Regions from separate parts of the Callithrix jacchus genome. Here region 1 is linked to region 2. The links are chromatin contacts, called in public Hi-C maps. All regions are on one chromosome and are shown on one strand. Each heading gives the region's core, a stretch centred on a gene start, on an enhancer-like site or on the middle of the called end of the contact. The rest is flanking DNA. Distances are from core to core; before and after follow the strand shown. Region 1 holds the start of FBXL14 (F-box and leucine rich repeat protein 14). Region 2 overlaps NINJ2 (ninjurin 2).

The links. A called contact is a pair of places that touch in the nucleus more often than the background predicts.
Region 1: a contact with region 2 is called in a Hi-C map of skeletal muscle, with 5 times the contacts expected there. The contact joins the promoter of FBXL14 here to the enhancer-like site in region 2. A contact is called at or near these places in 2 of 3 Hi-C or Micro-C datasets (both in skeletal muscle).

The regions. Positions count from the first base shown.
Region 1 is chr9:14,834,724-14,840,942 of calJac240_pri, forward strand. FBXL14 (F-box and leucine rich repeat protein 14) reads right to left here and starts at 1,476. Exons shown (of 2, transcript XM_009003401.5): 1 at 1-1,476. The coding sequence starts at 692. All of the region lies in intron 1 of WNT5B (Wnt family member 5B), which reads left to right.
Region 2 is chr9:13,739,087-13,745,182 of calJac240_pri, forward strand. All of the region lies in intron 3 of NINJ2 (ninjurin 2), which reads right to left. Among named protein-coding and RNA genes, the nearest start is that of NINJ2, 98 kb to the right of the region's middle. Within about 2 kb of position 2,810, at least 11 of the 16 cell types and tissues checked have an H3K27ac peak or open chromatin away from gene starts, as enhancers often do. A contact at or near this core is called in skeletal muscle, where this site is marked.

The sequences.
Region 1 (6,219 bases), core at 226-2,725, 1.1 Mb after region 2:
CTCAGGCCCGTCAGCCCTCGGGAGATGTGCTTTAGAGACAAATCTGTGAGCTTCTGGCAGTCCTGCAGCGTGAGCTGCTCCAGGCCCAGGCAGCCCTCCGCCGCGCTACGCGTCATGCCAGCCAGGTGCCCGATGCCCACATCCGAAAGGTGGCGGCAGCTGCGGAGGTTAAGGCTCTTGAGGCGCTGTAGACCCCAGGCGATAAGCAGAAGGCCGGTATTGGTAATGTTGCTGCAACCTCCCAGCTCCAGCACCTCCAGACCCTTGAGGTACTGGGCTATGCGGCCAAGGCTGCTGTCAGTGATCTGCTTGCAGAGACTCAGGTTGAGAGCACGCAGGGAGCCGATCTCCTGCACAAACGCATGGCCCAGCCCGTTGTCGGTGAGGTTGTAGCAGCCGCTGAGGTTGAGGCTCTCGATGTTGGCCATGCCCTGGATCACGTAGCTGAGGCTGCGGCGGAGGCTCAGGATCTGCACTCGGCGGATGCCCCGGGCCTGCAGGCTGGGGAACAGCGACGGGTTGGCCCGGCGCAGGTGCAGCTTGGCCTCCACCCCCCGCCACACCGACTTGTGGTAGGCGGCGTCCCGCCAGGCCGTGCACACCTGCGCCGCGCGCCCCTTGTCCCGGACGTCCAGGTAGCCGAAGATCATGGCCAGCAGCTCGGGGAACAGGCACGATATATGGGTCTCCATCTTCCTCCTCCCCCCTCCGCGGCGCTGGGGGGAGGAGGCGCGGGCCCCACCGCTCTGGCCCCCGGCAGGCGACGAGAGCGCTTCTCCCCAGCCGCTGCCGCCGCCTCGGGCCCAACGGCCGGCCCCTCCCCGCCTTCCGGCTCCGGCCGCCGCCGCCGCTCCTCCTCCTGGTCCGTCCGTCCTTCCTTCCTGCCGACTGCGCCTCCGGCCCGGCCCTCCCCCGCCCCGGGCTCAGAGCGGCGTTCACATCCCGGGCGGGGAAGGCGCCTTGCTCTCGCTCCCGGAGGCCGGCCGCCGCCGCCGCCTCGGCTCTACCCACGCCGCGCCCGGGCCGCGCCGCTCCGCCCGCGCCGCCGCGCCCACGCCCCCTGCCGCATCCTCCGCCTCCTGCCGCCGCCGCTGCTCCGCGGGCCGGCGGGCGGCGAGGGGGCCCCGGGGCCGGGCGCACGGACTCCGGGCGCCGAGGAGGCTTCCTGCTGCCTTTGTCTCTCGCCCGCTTTTCAAACCTCCCAGCCCCGGGCCGCCCGCACTCCGCCGCCCAGGCGGGGGGACCAGGAGGCCAATCCCGGCCGGCGACGCGTGTTCCTTCTCCCCCGCCGTCCGTGGCCACTTGGGAGCTGCCGGCCCCCGCACCGAGGACGCCGCGGCCGCCCGGCCGGAGCGCGGCTCGGCGCAAACGCCGGGCGAGCAGGCGGGCCGCGCGTTTGGTAGCGTCCGGGCCGGCCCCGGCTCCGCCGCCCTGCGGCGCGTCCCCTCCGCCGCTCCCGCTCCCCCGCGCCCGCGCAATGGTACGGGCCTGCGCTGCCGGAACTGTGGAGCTGTTGCCCTGGAAACCGAGTTCGGCCTGGTCCCGTGGCCCCTGGTTTTTAACCCTGTGGGCGCCGTGCGGGAGCAGCAGCTGTCAGCAGAGCGCCTCCCCACCCGGCTGCTTTTCACCCGGTGGCCCGTTATTGAGCTGTTCCTTTTCTGGGCCACGCCCCAACCCCGTCCCTTCTCTTTTTCTTTGCTGTAGACGTCTGCGCAGCCCCTTCCCACACTTTACTCTTACAATTCCTGACCCTTACTTTACACCCCTCTCGCTTGATTATCCCTGCGAGAGCCTCCTCCTATAGCAGTGCTCAGTCAGTGATCATCACCCCAACTCTCCTTTTCTTACTGTCCCTAATGCCCCTTCACACGTCTCGTTATCACACCCCCAGCTCCCCAGTAGGGACTGTTTACTACGACTCCTTTCTCTCCAGTCTTGTGTCTTAAATTGGAGAGAAACACGGCTTTACTCATCTTAGGTAAACAATGACCCCCTCCAGTCGGTGTTCTAGAAATTTCTAGAATTATCCATGACTACTTCCTTCGAGCATCTTTTGATTTTTTCCAGACACTCTGTGTGTGCTTTCCTTAGTACTTGATACATCAGAACTTCCCTCCACTTATGCAGCTGCTGCACCACCAATGCCCTCAGCCTGCTTTGCTCCTGGAGGGTAACAGCCTTCCCCAAGTCTTGTTTTAGGAGCTTTCTTCTTGTCATCAGCCTTAGACCATCAGTTGTATGGCTCAGTTGTACTGATAGTCAATATATTCGTATATGCTGAATCCTATTTACTTTTTGATAAAAACAGAATGACAATTAAACTTGGTTTAAGACACTCCAGTCGTGTCTTTTGGTTTATGAACTGTTTTATGGAAACAGGGCAATATTCCATTCTAGGATGTAGCCCCTGGGTCCTAAATGTCCATACTAAGGATAGAATTTCAGAAGTTTCATTTTAACTACTCCCAAACCAAGCATTTCCGGATCAGAGAAAATGACCCTCTGTATTTTAATTTATGGATCCATACAACTAGATACAAGACAATCTGATTTATCAGGAAGGAAAATGGTTTCACTGATTCTTCGAGGACCTGAACAAGATTTGGTAGGGGGTTCCATATTCAGTGTAGGAGAGTAACTTTTGCCCAAGCAACCAATACTAGACCAAATAATACAGATTGAGTAATAAGCATAATACACCTTTTTACCCCACCACTCTTCCCTAAATCAGGAAATGCAGAAGGAAAAATTCTCACCAGCTTGTTACCTCACCCACATTACATGCAGTGTGAAGCCCATAGATTTTTATAACCTTCCTGAAAAAATAGACTGTACTGTTAGTCATCCACATGATTCCAGATGGACGGTGGCAGTAAGTGTCACGATTCTGGGGTGTGCCTGGGCCTCACTCTTCTCCTGGGCTTATCCAGGCTTCTATTCTTCTCTGTCACTTCTGCTTAAACTTTTACCGTAAATTCTGCTTGAAAGTCACTTTTCGGTTGTTCTATGGACCTAGATGTGTTTGGGTTGATATCAAGGTCTTAATCCAAAGCACATTAGTGTAACTTAATCTTGCTTAATACAAAACAAAGCACCGCACCCATTTGGGGTGAATTTTAGACTGGGGTCCTGACCAGGCTTGGACTAAGAAGGACTTTAATGGTTTTTCTTCTCTAGAAAGGCCTTTGTTCTCAAATATGGAGAGTTACTCAGAGGTGCCTGGAAGCACTTTCTCTAGAAGTTGGCCATCTGGTTCTCATTCTGGCAACAGTTTTTCTTGAGTTGACCTCTAGATTTTATTAACACAGAGCCTTTTATTTAAGGCACTCAAGTATATATTACAAGGATTTTCAGCAACATGATTGTTTTCACCTTCAATAAATAGAAAAATATAGCATCACGAAGTATCACAGAAAGGCATTTGTGGGGAAAAGGAGCTAGGGCATAGAATGAGCCCTATGCAGAATCTGAGCACCTGGTGACTTTATGCCACTGAGAAAATGACTCCCCTTTCTGGGTTTCGGTTTCCCTGTGGAACACCAGGGTGATTTGACTAGGTAACCTTCAGGGACCTTTCCAGGAGGAACACTCTGTGAGGCCAAGAGCCTAGCCCATGGGATTATACATTGTTCCTAATGCAGGCTCCAGATATTAAGAATAATTTCACATACAATAACTTCTTGGGAATTTCAGTTTATGCTCAGACTTAGAACACAAAATATATGGAGAGTATGTATAGACAAGAGACTGATTGTCTGGCAAAGACGTATACCAATATAGGAAATCCTGGGGCTTGCTGTTCATATTTTTAAAACTGATTGAGATTTTTGTATATGATTTAACAAGTTGCAACCAGTTTTTTTTTCTGAACGAACTATAGCCTATTTAAAAGCAGAAATGATAGCCTTGTATAGGGAGTTGCTCCAAAACCTTACCAAGAATTTTTTTTAATTCTAGATTTTTCAGATGGCGGGTGCGTTTCACCTGGGTACGGTGGGAAAATTGAGAGGCCCAACCCAAAGATCAGGCTTACCTAAGGATTCCTATGTTCTCCTTCAGAAGGGGAAGGCCTGGCAGGAAAGATCAGAAGAACTCTGTAGTTTTTAACTCCTCATTCAAGAATATATACATCTCCAAAAATAGTGGCCCAGAGTCTAGTTTATGGGTTGGATCAAAGGCGTTAAAACAGGCTGGGCACAGTGGCTCACGCCTCTAATCCCAGCATTTTGGGAGGCTGATGTGGGCTGATCACTTGAGACCAGAAGTTTGAGGCCAGCCAAGCCAACATAGTGAAACCCCATGTCTACTAAAAAATATATATAAAAATATTAGCCAGGCATGGTGACACATGCAATCCCAGCTGCTTGGGAGGCTGAGGCATGAGAATCGCATGAACCTCTGCCTGGGAGGCAGAGGTTGCAGTGAGCTAGTACTGTGCCACTGCACTCCAGCCTGGGGAACAGAGCTAGAGACCTTGTCTTAAATAAATAAGCAAAAGAAAGAGTAAGAGTTGAGCCAGGCATGGTGGCTTATGCTACCCACTTTGGGAGTAATCCCAGCACTTTGGGAGACCGAGGCAGGTGGATCACAAGGTCAGGAGTTCAAGACCATCCTGGCCAACACGATGAAATTCTGTCTCTACTAAAAATACAAAAATTAGCCGGGCATGGTGGTGTGTGCCTGTAGTTCCAGCTACTCGGGGAGCTGAGGCAGGAGAATTGCTTGAACCTGGGAGGCGGAGGCTGCAGTGAGCCGAGATCACGCCACTGCACTCCAGCCTGGGTGACTGAGCAAGACTCCGTCTCAAAAAAAAGTTAAAATATTTTGTGTCTATTTTCCTTGAAGTCTCATGTATTTATGGCACAATGCCTGCTAAGTAGTAGATGCTTTTGTCAATGTTGTTGAACTGAAATGAATGAGATGAATAATATAAATAATAATCTCTTTATTAAAGACTTCATGTATATCAAAACTTCTTGGAGAGTTCTGGGCAGCCAATAGTAATCTGGGGTTTAATAATAAAATGCTACCTTTCCAACTTCAAGGTTTCCTGAGAGTAACATTCATTCTATCGCTAAGTATTTCTAAGTAGGAAAGCATCTCTCTCATGACACTTCTATTCTCATGACAGAATAGTAAAAATAAAAGAGGGTGAGGATTTGATTCACTTATTGCAAATAAAAGATTTAAGCAGAAACAACTACCAAAAAAAACCCTATTTTAAAATGGGCAAAGGATTTAAGTAGACATTTCTCCAAAGAAGATACACAAATGGCCCACAGTACATGAAAAGATGATCAACATCATTAGTCATTAGGAAAATGCAAATCGAAGCCACAATAAGACACCACCTCATATCCGTAAGGATGGCTACTGTTAATAAAACGGAAATAACAAGTGTAGGTGAGGGTGTGGAGAAAGTAGAATTCTGGGGCACTGTGGGTAAGAATGTAAAGTTGTGGGCCAGGCACAGGGGCTCACATCTGTAATTCCAGCACTTTGGGAGGCTGAAGCAGGAGGACTGCTTGAGCCCAGGAGTTCGAGATCAGCCTGGGCAACATAGCAAGACCCCATCTCTATTATAAAAAATTTTGCAGCTGCTTTGGAAAATGGTATGGACATTTCTCAAAAGATTAAAAATAGAACTTCCATATGATTCAGCAATTCTGTTTCTAGGTATGTAACCAAAAGAATTGAAAGCAAGGGCTCAAAGAGCTGTTTGTACATCCATGTTCATAGTAACATTATTTATAATACCAAAAGGTAGAAGCAACCCAAATGTCCATTGACAAATGAATAGATAAACAAATTGTGGTTTATACACACAAAATAAGATTATTCAGCCTTAAAAGGGAAAGGGATTCTGACACATAGTATGACATGGATGATCCCTAAGGACTTTATGCGAAGTTAATAAGCCAGTCACAAAAGGACAAATACTGTACAATTCCACTTATATGAGGTATCTAGAGTAGTCAGAATTATAGAAACAGAAAACATAATCTTTGCTAGGGGATGGGAGAGGGTTGATGTGGAATGGGGAGGGGTTTCGTAGATATAGGGTTTCAGTTTTACAAGATGGAAAAATTCTGAAAATTGGTTGCACGATGATGTGAATATACCCAACACTACGGAAGTGTACACTTAAAAATGATTCAGATGACAAATTTTATGTTATGTGTACTTTACAATTAAAAATTTAAAAAGATTTTGGCAGGA
Region 2 (6,096 bases), core at 1,560-4,059:
AGGAGGTGGAGATTGCAGTGTTTTGGCCATGCATCCTCAATATATGTACATTCTTCCATTATCAATTATACATATTTTATTGGACTAATATATACAGTAAAACATGCAAAAGTAGAAACATTTGAAAGGATTACATAAACATCAATATAAGTAGGAGTTCAATTTTCTTATCCTAAAATATGGTCTTGGGCACCCGTCTTTGGAGACCCAGCTCTAATCCACATGCCTGGCTACAGAGTGGACCAACCCTCTCCTAGGCCAGCAGAAGGGGCCTCTGTTCCCCAGTCCTTCTCCTAAAGTTTGCCTTAAAAGTTCAGTCCCATGTCTCCACCCTGCTCTTCTCGCTTCCTTTCCAAGCTCCTGGCCCCTTGCTCCATTTGCCAGGAGGGTGCACATGCACAGACACAGCCAAGAGGTGCAGGGTCATGGGCGCTAACAGCGCCTGCTCTGAGATGGAATCGGCCCCGGCAGCCTGTGCCCTGCAGATTGCCCGCCTCTGACTCTGTGGACCATCACTGGAGGATTGAACTCAAAGAAGTGGCTCTTCCACTTTGACCACACTGCAGGCCATCAGCTTTCTACACTGGACAGTTCCCTGCATCTGGATTGCTCATGATCAAATTCTGAGTGTCCTCAACTTCTGGTCAGGGCAGGATTCACAGAGGGCAATCAGGAGTGTAACTTTGGCCAACAGAGCAATTTAAACGCTTTCCGTGGAAGATGCGAGTGGACAGCAGCAGGTAGCTTTCATTCACTAGATTGAATGTACGTGCCAGGTGGTTGGAGCTGTGAGGACCCCAATGCCGAATAAGGCATGGCTGCTGTCCCTCATCGGGATCCCTGGTGAGCACTGTCCCATTGGGCCACAGGCTGCTCACAACAGGTGCTGGCAAACTCCTTTTCACAGCCACCAAAATCAGGCTGGGAGCCGGGGCCCAGAGAAAGAAAGAAAAAGGCTGTGGGCACGGAAGGAATGGAGTGCTCACTACCTTTCCCTGCCTTCGCTTGTGTTTGATGTTGCTGAGACCTGGGTTTCTGCTTGTGCTGGAGGCAGCCAGTGGGGCTGGAGAAGGTAGGGACAAAGGGTGAGTGAGGACCTTCGTGGACTTAGGATACCACACAGCTTTCAGGGCCTTTGGAAATGCAGTTTAAGCAAGGCTGGCTTGTCTAGGGCCAGCTGGCCTGGTTGCTTAGGGCCAGGGATCCCAGGGCCAACACCCCGCAAAGGCCCATGGTCACTGTCAGCCCCAAGGCTGCAGCAGCCTGTGGTCATAGCCCATTTGGTGACTATTTGTTGGACTCCAGGAGCACTCATTAGGCAAGAGAGTCTCGCCTCCTACCCCCAAATTCAAAGGGCTTCTGTCCAGGCTCAGCTGTGCCCCCTGGCCTCCCTGCCCCAAGGCAGTGCCACCCCTCTTCTCCCTCCCCCATTCCTGCAAGATTTGCACTTTGTCCTTCCATCCTCAGCTTCAGTTCAACCTCTGATGAACTGGTCTAGCTTCGAGGGAAAAAGACTCCGTTCCCTGAAAATTTGTTAACAGTGGACAGAACCTTAAACCCAGACCTCCAGTGGTATGTTTTGAGCACTGACCAAATAGTGCGGGAAGAGGTGGCAGTGGGTGGAAGGGGAGAATACTTGGGGAACTTGGAGGTCTTCCCAAGCCTCAATGAAAAGTATTGCTATGTAAATTTTAACAGAGCTGCTTGGCTTTTGTTAGTAATTTAGAGCTATCGTTTCACAGACGATGTGGGACTCGCAGTGCGCTTAGGGGGTGCCCTCATCCTTTCCTCTCTAAATGTAGAGCCGATTCAGTACTGCCTTGAACTGCGGGTGCTGGGCGGGATCTCTGCAGGGCATCCCCGCAGGCGCCAGTTCTCCAGAGCGTCCACACGGTGGCGCGCAGGGTCCAGAGAAGGGCCTCGGGCACCGCAGCTGCCGCATGGCGTTTCCACCCCGAGGAACCCACGCGCAGGACGGGATTTGTGTGAAACCTGGACCCATCCGAGGCCCGGACCGGGAGCCTGGCCCACAAGTCTGTATGGGCCGACCTAAAACCCACCAAACACGTGTGTCAAGTCAGAGTTCGGGAATCAACCGAAGCTGAAATGGGGCCAGCTTGGGGTGGGGAGACGGAGAGGGGAGGGGCCTTCGGCACAACCTGCAGCCCAGGGGACCGCGGAGGGAAAGGGTCGAAGGTGCCTGGAAAGGGGCCCCCTTAGTGCGACATCTTTAAAAGCAGGGAAAGATTTCCTAATCCTTGTGGCCAGTTTAGGTGCAGCCCTGCTCAGGGGCAGGGGGATGGAGGAAATGGCCTGCGGGCTCCCTTACAGTGGGAGGACTGAATCAGACAAAGCCCTAAATCCTGCAGGGGGCCATCCTTGTCGCCCACAACCCAGGGATTGAGAGCAACCCCACAGGGGTCAGATGATGGAGGAGTGGGGAGCGCAGTAGGGTGGCCCCGGCTCCTGCTCAGATGAGCTGGCCCTTTAAGGCCAGGCCCAGGCGGGTCCAGAACAGAGACCCGGGAATGTGGGAAGGACAGGGGAGCACAGCCTCCCAGCATGAGTCATTCCCGTTTCACCGGACTCTTCGCCGCCGGCTCTCGCTTGCCTCCCTCCCCTTGTCCTGGCCCTGACCCTGGCTTCTGCGCCCTCCCTGCAGAGCTGGCCCGGGTGCGCTGGCGGCCTCCACCCGCCACAAGCGCGCAGCGCTCCGCCCGCTCCCCGCCCCTTTTGAGTTGATCCTGGAAGAGCAGGGGCCGGCAGGCTGGGACTCCCGATTCCTAGGACCAGCTCTGCCTCTGGGCTTGGCACCTTGGTGGTCACTTTCCACACCTATAATACTGGAGGGCAGAGGCCACGGACAGACAGAACGACGCTTTGCTCCTCCCCAGAAGAAAGGACAGAATCCAAGCGGTTCCCATGCTCCCAGCGTGAGATCCCTCTCTCAACGAGGCTGGCTCAGTGTCTTACTGAGGTCTCATTCTGCCCTGCCCTGCTCGCCCCTCCCCTGCCACTTACGGGCGGCAGGACACTGCCCAAGACTCATTGCTTTGGGTTCCCAGAGTCCTTGTTCAAGGGGTGGTTGCCTGGGGAAAGGCTGCCCATCAAAATCCAGCCAACCAATGACACCCGGACAGAAGGGGAATTTGGGGCGTCATGAAGCTGGGGCGGGAGGGGTGCGAGGGGGTGAGAGTAGATCCAGAGTCTGATCTGTACAGCTCTAGGCCTTTGGCCACAAGAGGACGTGGGTTTGGTGATTGGCAGGGGATGAGGCAGCGGGTAGGAGACACCACAGACCCAGCAGTCCCCCGTTTGCCCCACTCCTGGGTCTGCCCAGCAGAGTCATTTCCCTCCCTATTCGGCATCCTCCTCTCTGGTTCCAGCTCAGTCTGGCCCCTTGCCAAGTCCCAGCTCCCAACGCTGGTGCTATTCCATCCCTTGAAGTCAAGGATTGCTTCATTGTTCTGCCAGACGGCCGTTTATCCTTTAATCCTTGTTGGCCCATAGTTTTGTTTCTTTACAAAACTGGGGTTGGATAGGAAAAGAATGCCTTTTCTTAACAGAAAAGTAAACATGTTTTTACCTTGTTTATTGACATTACTGCCAGTGGGGGCCTTAAGGTACAACAGATCGTTCTGCTCTTTCTTGGACACAAGATTACAGGGCCATTCTCCCAGCGGGAGGGCTGAGGGGGGTAAGTGACTGCCCTACCAAAAAGCCAGGAGCCACAGCTCACTGTGGTTAGGCCCTGGGGCCTAGGGCAGGCCGTGTGCGTCCCATGGGAGGGTGTAGCTCTCCTTCCGGGTGACACCCTCCGGGTGACACCAACAGCACCTTGACGACAGTCCAGCTCTGCTTTCAGGAGTGAGCAAGCAGGCCCACGCATTAAGCTCCTTTGCTTATCTGCGAGATTGAAGGGACTGGAACACAGGCTTCCTTGGGTCCTTCCCAGCACAGACTGATCTAGGGATGAGGAAGTGGAGGCTCTGAGTGGAGAATCCGGACGCTGAGGCCATAGCAGAGAGGCCGCTGCAGGATACGGGTGACCCTCCCCTGTCATTCCTGCCAGCCCTGAGAAGACCCACATGGCAGCCTTCCTTTGTGGCGAGCTCACACTCAGACCACACACTGGACAGGCCCAGAAGAACAGGGGCCTGGGGCCCTTGTGTTGGCTTCAAAATGACCGCCTGCCCAGGAAAGCCAGGCCTCCCCTGAGAAGGAGACGGTCCAGACTTAGGCTTCTGGTAGCTGATTTCTCACAAAGGGAAAGGGTGGGTCTCAGCCCCGGAAGAGTGATTCGTTCAAAGGAAGGGACTTAAGCAAGCTTTTAATCCGGTGTCAGTCCTCATCAGAATCCAGTTGGGAAGGGTGCCTGGGCCTGTCCTACTGCGCGCACACATAGTGGGCTCTCAGTGCACTGGAACGATGATGGTTCCCACTTACAGAAGACACTCCTGTGCCTGGCACAGGGTTAAACACAGGACATGAGTCACCTTGTGCAGTCCTCTCAAACGGTTCTGCAAAGTAGGTGGGGGCATCATCACTGCAGTTGAGAATATGGAAGCCCAGAAAGCCTATGTAGCTTGCCCAAGATCACACAGCACAGTTTGGTCTGAATGTGTCCTAAAGTTTATGGGTTGGAAAATTAATCCCTACTGTAATAGTGTTGAGAGGTGGGAACTCTAAGAGGTGACTAGGTCATAAGGGCTTTGCCCTTATTTTTGAATGATGCCATTATCACGGCAGTGAGTCAAGTTATCTCAGGAGTGGGTTCCTGATACACAAGGTGGGCGTGGCTCCCTTCCTCTCTCTTGCGCTTGCAAGCTCTCTGGCCCGCCACCTTCTACCATGGAAGGATGCGGCACGAAGGCCCTCACCAGATGCCAGTGCAATGTTCTTGGACTTCCCAGTCTCCAGACCAGGAGCCAAATAAATTTCTATTGTTTATAAATTACCCGGTCTCTGTTATTCTGTTCCAGCAACACAAAACAGACCAAGACATACCCACCCAAAAGGCCAGTGTTTAAAATAAACACGTTAAAACAAAACTGAACGTACGACTTCATGTCACCCAGACCCTAGCTGGTCCTTCTCTGAAGTGGGATAATATCTGCCCTGTCTAGCACAAAGGGCTGGTAGAAAGATCAATGGGATAATGTGGGTGAATATGCGTTGCAAACTGTGAGGTATTAAACAAATATCGCATGAGGAGGGAAATCTCTCCCACACAGGATTATGCTTCCACCTATGGGCCTAGAGGCATTTTAGATACTGTGTTGTGACTCAGGGTTCGTCCCAGCCCCAATTTCAAAGTAGGCACCATGTATGGTCCTAACAACTGCCATTGTGTTTGAAATGCCTCCTGTACCCATCCGGCAGCCTCTCTCCTCACTCCTGCTGGCTCTCACCTTCGAGCTGCCGCAGACGCAGGAAGGGAAATGCTCACACAGGCCCCCTGCATTGGGTATCCAGGATCATTGTACTCAAGTGCAGTCCTCTCCCCTGGGCCCCCACCCACGTCTCTAGCCCGGTCCCCAGCTCCTCCTCCCACCCCTGGAGAGGAACCCCGTGCCAGGCTCTGTGATGCTCAGACGCGCAGGGCCACACCAGATTACTCACTGTTCCCTAATGCACCCCACCCTTCCCAGCAGCTCCTGCTCTGCTCCAGGACTAAAGCCTTTCTTTCTTCACCATGCTCCCCCAAGGGAAAGCCTCCCCTCCTTTCTAGACCCTGTCCCCAAGTGCACTCCACCCAGAATGAAGATCGCCTGCTTCCTGGCCTGTGCTGGCCTTCGGCATTGTTGAGACCTCTTGAGATGGCTCCTTCTGCTGTCCACTTTAGCACATGGCCCCCATATTCCACAGGCCTGGGTCCCCACAGAGCCTAGCTCAGCACCTTGCCCACATTAGGTACATAATGAATGATGATCACACTGAATTTTTTATGAGAGAGTTTTTTCAAAAAAGGCAAAAATAAGGATCTTTAAGGGTAGGGCTTCAGGCACAGTGGCATCTGGGTGGGGAGTGGAGTTTGGCTAGTGAATCTTTGCTCTTCTAATACACGCCTCCTCTGCAGGGAGAGCCCTTTCTTCC